Regions from separate parts of the Ovis aries genome. Here regions 2 and 3 are each linked to region 1. A link is a contact called in public Hi-C data. All regions are on one chromosome and are shown on one strand. Each heading gives the region's core, a stretch centred on a gene start, on an enhancer-like site or on the middle of the called end of the contact. The rest is flanking DNA. Distances are from core to core; before and after follow the strand shown. Region 1 overlaps SPATA13 (spermatogenesis associated 13). Region 2 has its middle 31 kb from the start of SPATA13. Region 3 overlaps SPATA13 (spermatogenesis associated 13).

Evidence for each region. A called contact is a pair of places that touch in the nucleus more often than the background predicts.
Region 2: a contact with region 1 is called in a Hi-C map of hypothalamus, with 2.6 times the contacts expected there. The contact joins two enhancer-like sites. A contact is called at or near these places in 3 of 16 Hi-C or Micro-C datasets (hypothalamus and tail adipose tissue).
Region 3: a contact with region 1 is called in a Hi-C map of mesenteric adipose tissue, with 3 times the contacts expected there. The contact joins two enhancer-like sites. A contact is called at or near these places in 10 of 16 Hi-C or Micro-C datasets (blood, hypothalamus, liver and 5 more).

Annotation. Positions count from the first base shown.
Region 1 is chr10:34,476,273-34,478,840 of ARS-UI_Ramb_v3.0, reverse strand. All of the region lies in intron 2 of SPATA13 (spermatogenesis associated 13), which reads right to left. Among named protein-coding and RNA genes, the nearest start is that of C1QTNF9, 54 kb to the left of the region's middle. Within about 2 kb of position 1,285, at least 10 of the 54 cell types and tissues checked have an H3K27ac peak or open chromatin away from gene starts, as enhancers often do. A contact at or near this core is called in hypothalamus, where this site is marked.
Region 2 is chr10:34,265,864-34,268,431 of ARS-UI_Ramb_v3.0, reverse strand. No RefSeq gene overlaps it. Among named protein-coding and RNA genes, the nearest start is that of SPATA13, 31 kb to the left of the region's middle. Within about 2 kb of position 1,286, at least 9 of the 54 cell types and tissues checked have an H3K27ac peak or open chromatin away from gene starts, as enhancers often do. A contact at or near this core is called in hypothalamus, where this site is marked.
Region 3 is chr10:34,325,024-34,327,591 of ARS-UI_Ramb_v3.0, reverse strand. All of the region lies in intron 1 of SPATA13 (spermatogenesis associated 13), which reads right to left. Among named protein-coding and RNA genes, the nearest start is that of SPATA13, 28 kb to the right of the region's middle. Within about 2 kb of position 1,276, at least 14 of the 54 cell types and tissues checked have an H3K27ac peak or open chromatin away from gene starts, as enhancers often do.

The sequences.
Region 1 (2,568 bases), core at 36-2,535:
CCCTTGCTTTAGAAACACTCTCTCTGAGTGTAGGTGGCCAGGCCAGAGCCCCACCTGGTCTACCTTCTCACAGTCCAGCAGCTCAGCGCAGAACCACCCAGGGCTCAGAAAGCCTGACCTAGACCTGCCAATTCACACCCGTCATCAACGTCTGTACACAGACGTGTGTGTGGCCTCATTAACCCTTGCTTCCCGGCACAGTTTAAGTGCTTTCCATAGGCTGTGGGAAGAAAGCTGGATATGGAATCAAAAGAGAAATACTGCTGACTCTGAGTGTGCGTGCTCAGTCGTGTCCGACTCTGTGACCCCACGGACTGCACCTGCCAAGCTCCTCTGTCCATGGGATTCTCCAGGCAAGAACACTGGAGTGGGTTGCAATTCCTTCTCCTGGGAATCTTCCCCACCCAGGAATCAATCCTGCATCTCCTGCACTGGCAGTTGGGTTCTATACCACTGAGCCACTTGGGAAGCCCTCAAAAGAGAAACTCATGAGCAATTAATGCTTGCTGTCTCCCTGGAGAGTGCAGCGCTGGTGTTACAGACTTCAGTTGTCCTGACAGGTGTAAAACTGATGATTAAATGTGCTGAAAAGAGTCTGTGAGCCTATGGCCTTTGTAACTTGTTTGATGGGCAGAATAGGTAATTCATTAAAAATGCAAATATTAACGTTCACGTGGACACAATTTACTACTGATCACACAGTTCTCTGAGCATAAAAAGACCCTTACTGATAACTATGAAAAATCTGGACTCTTGAGGTCTTCCCTCCCCTGCCTTCATAATAATCATTCAGAGGAATTCCATCTGGGGGACTTAACACCGCCCCCCCCAACCCCGCCCAAGACTGTTCTACCATCTCAGAATCAACAGCAGCACAGTGCAAGAGCTGACTCACTGGAAAAGGCCCTGATGCTGGGGAAGATTGGGGCTGGAGGAGAAGAGGACGAGTAGTTGGATGGCATCATTGACTCAATGGACGTGAGTCTGAGCAAACTCCAGGGAAGCCTGGTGTGCTGCAGTCCATGGGGTCACAAAGAGTTGGACACAACTGAGCGACTAAACAACAAAAACAACAACAACATGAACAATAAAGAGTTGGACGTGACTGAACAACAACAGAAATGTTCCAAAATCAAGAACTGTGCTTTAGAGCTGAATATGACAGAAGCCTATTGTCTAAACCTTCTTGGACAGGAGACCTTGTTGATGACATCTGAGCTCCTCTACAGAGAAGGAGAGGAATCAAGATGCAGGGAAGCAGGCAGGGAGGCAGGGCTTGGCTTACTCTCTGGGGAGGGTGCTGAAGGATGGTGTCTGTGTTCCCAGCATCAGTGCACTTCAAGCCACAGTTAGCAGTACAGTCACGCCACTCAACAGCCCCGAATGCCTGTAGAATCCAGGAAACCAAGGTTTTCCGGATTAGAACGCAGAACAGCACCTTCATAAACATGCCTGCCTCTGTGTTTCAGCCGAGGAGATCTCAGGCACCCCTAACTCCTCCGCCTCCGTCTCCAGCCACCTCCAGCCACCTCCACCCACGTGACGACTACGTTCTGCCAACATTCAGTCTCAGAGGGAATCTGTTCACGGCTCTTGTAGAGGCAGTAACTCTCTTCCGTGTCTCTAATCCACTCTCCATCCTAAGAGGAGCGCGGCTAAGACTCCTAAGACTCTCAATAAGACACACATCAGATCATGGCTGGCGGTTCAAAACCTCATCCGATGTGCCTTTCCAGCTCCAGCTTCACCAGCCGCACCAAACAACTCACTGTTTGCCACTCGTTATCTGATGCAATTGGAAATGAGAGAACGGCTGCTCCCTCCACTATACCTTTTTGCCCCCGTCCACTTGAAAATTTCATCCTTCAACATTCAATTGAAGTATCACTTCCTGCAAGAAAACCTCATAAATTCCCCTGGGCTCTACTTTCTGTTTTCTGCGGCTCTGTTAAAACCACTGCTGTATTTTTATAGGCTTGATTTGTTTATCTGGGTGTCTCATGAAAGCAGCTACTTACATTCTTTCCAAATGATCTGATGCTATCATCACATCCCCAAAGTCTGCAGCCTGGGAAATCAGTAGTTAGAAACTTTGATGAACAGTTGAGGGATGAATGGGAATAAAGGAGCAAATAAGTGAGCAGTTCTTGGTGTCAAGGAAGCAGTTCTCACCCTACATCCAGACATGACTTTATAAAAAGAACTGGGGGGTGGGGTCGGGGAGGTGGTGTCCGAAAAAGAAGGACACGACTTTCCCAGGATTCTTTCTTTTCGGCAACTCTCACTGATGATGACTAGATCTGTGATCCCTCCTTTAAAGGAACAAGAGTCCATCCAATGCACTTGACTGGCCAAGTAAACCCTGAACCTGATGAGATTGCTGTTCACCAAGAACACCCTGGTTAAGAGTCTGGGGCTGTGGGTACAGGGACCACGGGAGGGAAGGCGCGACCAGGAGCGGCACCTGGTGTCTCCAGAGAATCTAACGTGGATGCTGCAAAAGATCTCCAGTGTGCTTAATTCAAAAATTGCAGTACCAGTATTTCAGATGAATAATTTATGCCTCAG
Region 2 (2,568 bases), core at 37-2,536, 210 kb after region 1:
CACCATCCTCCTCATGTGTCTTTCTCCGTTTCTACCTAGAGCCAAGTGCTTCCCTGAATTGGGGGTTTTCTTGGTATATGCCAGTCACATCTCCGCAGATTCTCCTCGAGCCCCTGCGGTGTCCATGTCACTGTGAAAACCACCAACCACAGACACAGACTGGGGGTGGCCAGCTTTGCCATGGACTTGGGGTATCACAGCCCCTCAGAGTTCTCAGGGCGCAGACCCGGCCTTCGGTCTTGTCCCAGCTTTGCTCAGTGCTGCTTTCACTCCTGGTTGGCCGCCCCCGTGCTCACTGCCCTGTAACTGGCTCTGACCTGGCTGACACCATCCATCCCTGACCTCTGGATGGGGACCAGGGGCCACACCTGCATGCTGCTCTCCCCCAGGCACTTTCCCAGGAGCTGGCTGGGAACATGGCTGATAGCTGATCTCATTTCAATCTTCCCAAACTTCCCAACACTCGATACCCACACCATCTGTGTTTTACTGAATTCTCATCCTTTCCTCTTATTCCAAATCGAATCTACTCCCCTGCCTGCTCCCACACATCAGTAAGCCAACAGGACAAAATAAATGTCTGCAGAACCAACAGGTCCATGATTAAACAAGGTACTGATCAGGAGGGTCACCGATGTGGTAGCTAATCCCTGATGCTTGTGGCGATGAAGACCCCCTTAAAACTCCCCTAAAAGTGCTCTTGACCTTGACCAAGTGCCATCAGCCTTGGGGCTACTCATGCTGGGACTTTGGAAGACCAGGTCACATTACTGTGCTTTGAGTAACTGTCCTTTTCCCATTAAAATAAACATATTCACAGAGTTTTCTTTCTCTTAATAACACTCTTTTCTGTTACTTTGTGGCTGGGATACTTACAAGCTTGTTAGTTGGTACCAACACAGAGAGAGACCTGATGGTCCCATATTCCTGGATTTGGGGAGTTTTAACAAAGAGAACTGTAGGATAAATACTATTTATTTATTCTCATAAATCCATGGGATAGCTGTAGCTTGGGCCTCTTGGAGCAAGTGAGGTATGGCCTGTGTCCAAATGGCTCACTCAGAGTGGAGATGCTTTCATACCCTCCTCATACATTTGCTGCAGACAGACTGTAAGTGGAGGCATAACAGACCCAGGCTGGTGGGAGTCCCGGGGAAACAAGCCTACAGCATAAGGCTCTCTTGTGCTGTATCTATTCTAGGGGAAAATGACTCTCCTCAGTGTGCTGAGATCTGAGGACGGCTCTGAAACACTATTCACATGAGACACTCCCACAATAGGAGGTGTGGCCTGAGTCAGAAGAGCTGGGGGGCAGATGGAGTGATGACTGGACAGGGATGCTCCATGCGTGCAGAGTCCACCTCCCCGCTGCTGGGCAGGACAGCTGTGCGGATGGAGAGGAGGATGCTGCACACGGGCTGCGCAAGGCTTGGATCCTAAAGGCAAGACTTTTCTGGGAAGAGGGTATGGAGGCGGCACGTCCTTAGCTCCTAGCTTCTCAAAGCTGGCAAAATCTGAGCTCTTTTTACAAGCATGGTCCTGCTCAGATCCATAAGATTAAAAGATGCATTTCATCAAGACCTCCAAGCAGCTCGCATGCACATAACAGCTCAGCAGCGCTGGCCCAGGTCTGGGAAGAAGGCACAGAAGGATGGAGACGAGGACTGGAGGGGAGGGACCGCTCAGATGAGCCGAGAAGGTGCTGATGGAGAGGATGTCTGGAGCGTGGGGGCACCTTGAGCTGAGTCACCTCTTCACACTTTCTCTGGGATCCTCACAGTCAGAAACCATCTGTCTCTGTAATTCCGACAACAGCTAACACTTACATGGTGCCAGACATGCTTCCAGGCCCTGCACGTGTATCAGCTCATTTGATCCTCATGACAGCCATGAGGTGGTGACTACTATTACCCTGCAGATGAGAAAACTGTGCCCACACAGCCCGAAGTTAGACCAGGATTCAAAGCTGGGTGCTGCCATCCTGACGCTATAGGTGTCACCACTGTGTTCTGAGGCCAAGTAGGAGCTTAAGCTCTTTGCATTTGCTTTTTGTTCTCCTTGGAGTGTTTGTCTGTTTAACAGGCAAACAGAAAGTTTGTCTCCTCCTAAGTTTCAGAAAGAGGAAGGGACTAGAGTGTCCTAGACAATTTCCTCCTCCAGCCCTGTGTTGTGTGAGCTGGCGGGCCAGCGGCTAAGTTTGGCCTCCTTCACCAGAGGTGTTTTAAAAACCAGAAGTTTGCACACAAAAATCCCCCTGCTCACATCTCTGCCTCCAGATTGCCACAGTCCCTACCACTCCCTTATGTCCTACATGAGGCCACTTCGTGGGCTCATATTCACTGCCTCCCCCTCAACACAGCATTTCCCCCACCCCGTGCTCTCTGAACTACGAGCTCATGAGAACCGTGTCTCCCAGTCATCCATGTCCCCCTGCAGTCCAGCACAGGGCCTGGAACAGCCAGATCTGAGCAGCCACGAAGAGCAAAGTGGGCAGAATCAGGGCCCTGAGGCATGGAAGCAAGGGCAGAGGAATCAACGCGAGAATCCCTGACTCAGGGAGGAGGCTTT
Region 3 (2,568 bases), core at 27-2,526, 150 kb after region 1:
CAAGGCTCCACACAGGTGGAGCCATAGGACTCACCTGCCAAAAGGTGGATGGCAAGACAGCCGGGGCAAAGGTGATTTTCACCAGAGCCACACCAGCAATATCCTAGACAGAGCAGCCCCTCACCAGGCACGAGATCAGGGACTCCAGGCACCCATAGCCCCTTGGCAGCCAGGGCCAGGGACCCAGAGCCTTGCCAGCCCCTGAAACTGAGGCCAAATTGGCTACTTTGCGTCCACTTTTTCCTAAGCCCTCCTTCACATCAGGTCAAGTACAAAGTCAATTTACCAGCCTGAGCAGGAACCAGGAGGTTAGCAGGACATGTGGGACCGGGGAAGGCTCCAGGAAGACTTGTGCACACAGATTCCATCAGCATTCTCTGGAGTGGAAGGCAGTCTCCCACCAGGACCTGAGGATCTCTCCCTCGACTCCCAGTGCCCTTTCGGCCCCATCAAAACACAAGAGTGAGCAGCAGCTTTCCAGCCTCTCAACTCCACTGCTTTGACTTTCGTCTCCGTTAGATTTCGGAAATTCTATTTTCCGAGCAGTTTCTGTTTGATGTGGTGGCTTCACACACCATGCAGAGGCTGGGTGAGTGGTCCTGCTCCCAGAGGGTCCAGTCCAACCTCCTGGGTATATCCCCGGGGGACCTCCATCCCATACCTAAACCCGGGGGAACCTTCTGTGGGCCCACAGAGTTAAAGGCTTTTAAACAGTAATTTGACGCCTTACTTAGCTAGCTGAAAATGTGACTTTCTTCTTTCTCTCCATTAAATATTTTATTAAGTGAAACTTTGCAACAACCCAAATTGAGCCAAACCAATAAATGAGTCAAATACCTAACCCCGGCCAGAACTACATCAAATACCTCAGTGTTCCCAGTTTAGGTGACCCAGAAAACAAAGACGAAGCCTCAGATCTACTGACTCAACTGAGCTGCACTGAGCTGAACTGCGAGGATGCCCATCAGCCAGAACCTCAGCGACCCTCCAGGGCAGGGCTGCTGGATGGACCCAGCACCTTCAGGTTTCCTCCTATTTGGGTCAAACTTAGCTCTCAAGTGTCAGGTTACTTTGGAGTTATTCTGCTCCTGAACCAGATGCTCCCATGCTCCCCAGGATCTAGAGTCTTATTTGCAATCCCAAGCTTCCGCGTTTCCATCGTTACAGAAATAAGCCAGCAGGCTTTCCTCGGCCAGCCACCCCATGAACAAACACAAAATGAAACCCAAGGTGTTTGTCATTGCTCCCTGGGAAACCGCTGGCAGAGGCAAAGGGGGCTGACTCCAGCCACACCCCCCTCCTGCCAGTGCCACGTGAGTCACCGTGAGAAGCCACGCCCTCTGTACACAGCACACAGAGTAACTGTGGGTGAAAAGCGACCTAAACACGGAGCAGGGGGACCCGGAGAAGCAACTGCCCAGACGGAAGCTTGTCCGCACAGTGCAGAGAAGGTTCTGGAGAACCAGGAGTCAGTTTCCCAGGCCTGGAATGCTGCACATAGTACAAGTGACGAATGCGCCACACAGACATAAAAGGAGAATTTTCTAGAGTTGACTGAGATGATCAGGTCCCCAGGGCAGGTCACCATCGTAGTCATCTTTGCATCCACGGCACCTGGTGTGCTGATCACGTTGACACCTGACGTGTGCTTATCACTTGTCCTTTCTGATTATTACAGCATTAATTTAGTTGCATATTCCCCAGCTTGGACAGAGGAGCCTGGGGGTGCTGCAGTCCACGGGGTCGTAAAGTGTCACTTTCACTTTGCTTTACTTTCCACAGCCTGAGGACCATGTAATTACCTTAGGTCACTTAATTTTCCTTTTTCTGATTCCAAGTTCACCAAGCTGGTAACAGATGTGTCCTTCTACCCCACCCCCATCTTGCCACCTGAAAAATCACTGGAGAGTGGATGCAGGGATTCTGGTCACTGAAAAGGACCACCCTTCACTGTAAGTCAATACATTTGTACTGGAATTCCAGCCTCTGAGATGTATCCCTACGAATCAGTTCTCTAGAATCAGATTAGCGTCAGGTAAACTGATACGATCGAGTTTCTGAACCAGAAAAGCTACCAACAAGCTCCCGGTCTGTGCTAAATCTCTCCAGTGACCCCTGCGGTGGAGGGCAGCTCCTGTCTAAACCATGCGCCTGGCCCGGCTCCAGCACCACGACTGTCCACCGGAGGGCTTCCTGCCAGCAGCAGGTCTGATTGTGGCATAAATAAATAAGTAAACCACAACTAAACACATAACAGGCTTTAACTCTTTAGCTACTTAGTACAGTAAAAGGTACTGAGCGATGGAAGCGAATGCAACAAGGTGGGTGAACACGCAAGCTTTGGAGATCAGAAGAGCTAAGATCGTATCTGGGTTGTTAACTTCCGAATTTAAGCAAATTATTAAATGTTTCTGAATCTCAATTTTCTCTGTGAAGTTGAGGTAATTAAGCTACCTATTTCGTTAGGTTTGAAGGGGATGATCTACACGGTACCTTCCACTGCTGGCAACAGAGTGGACAAGAGAACCCAAAAAGCCTCTCACTACAGAACACCTAGGAATGCGAGAG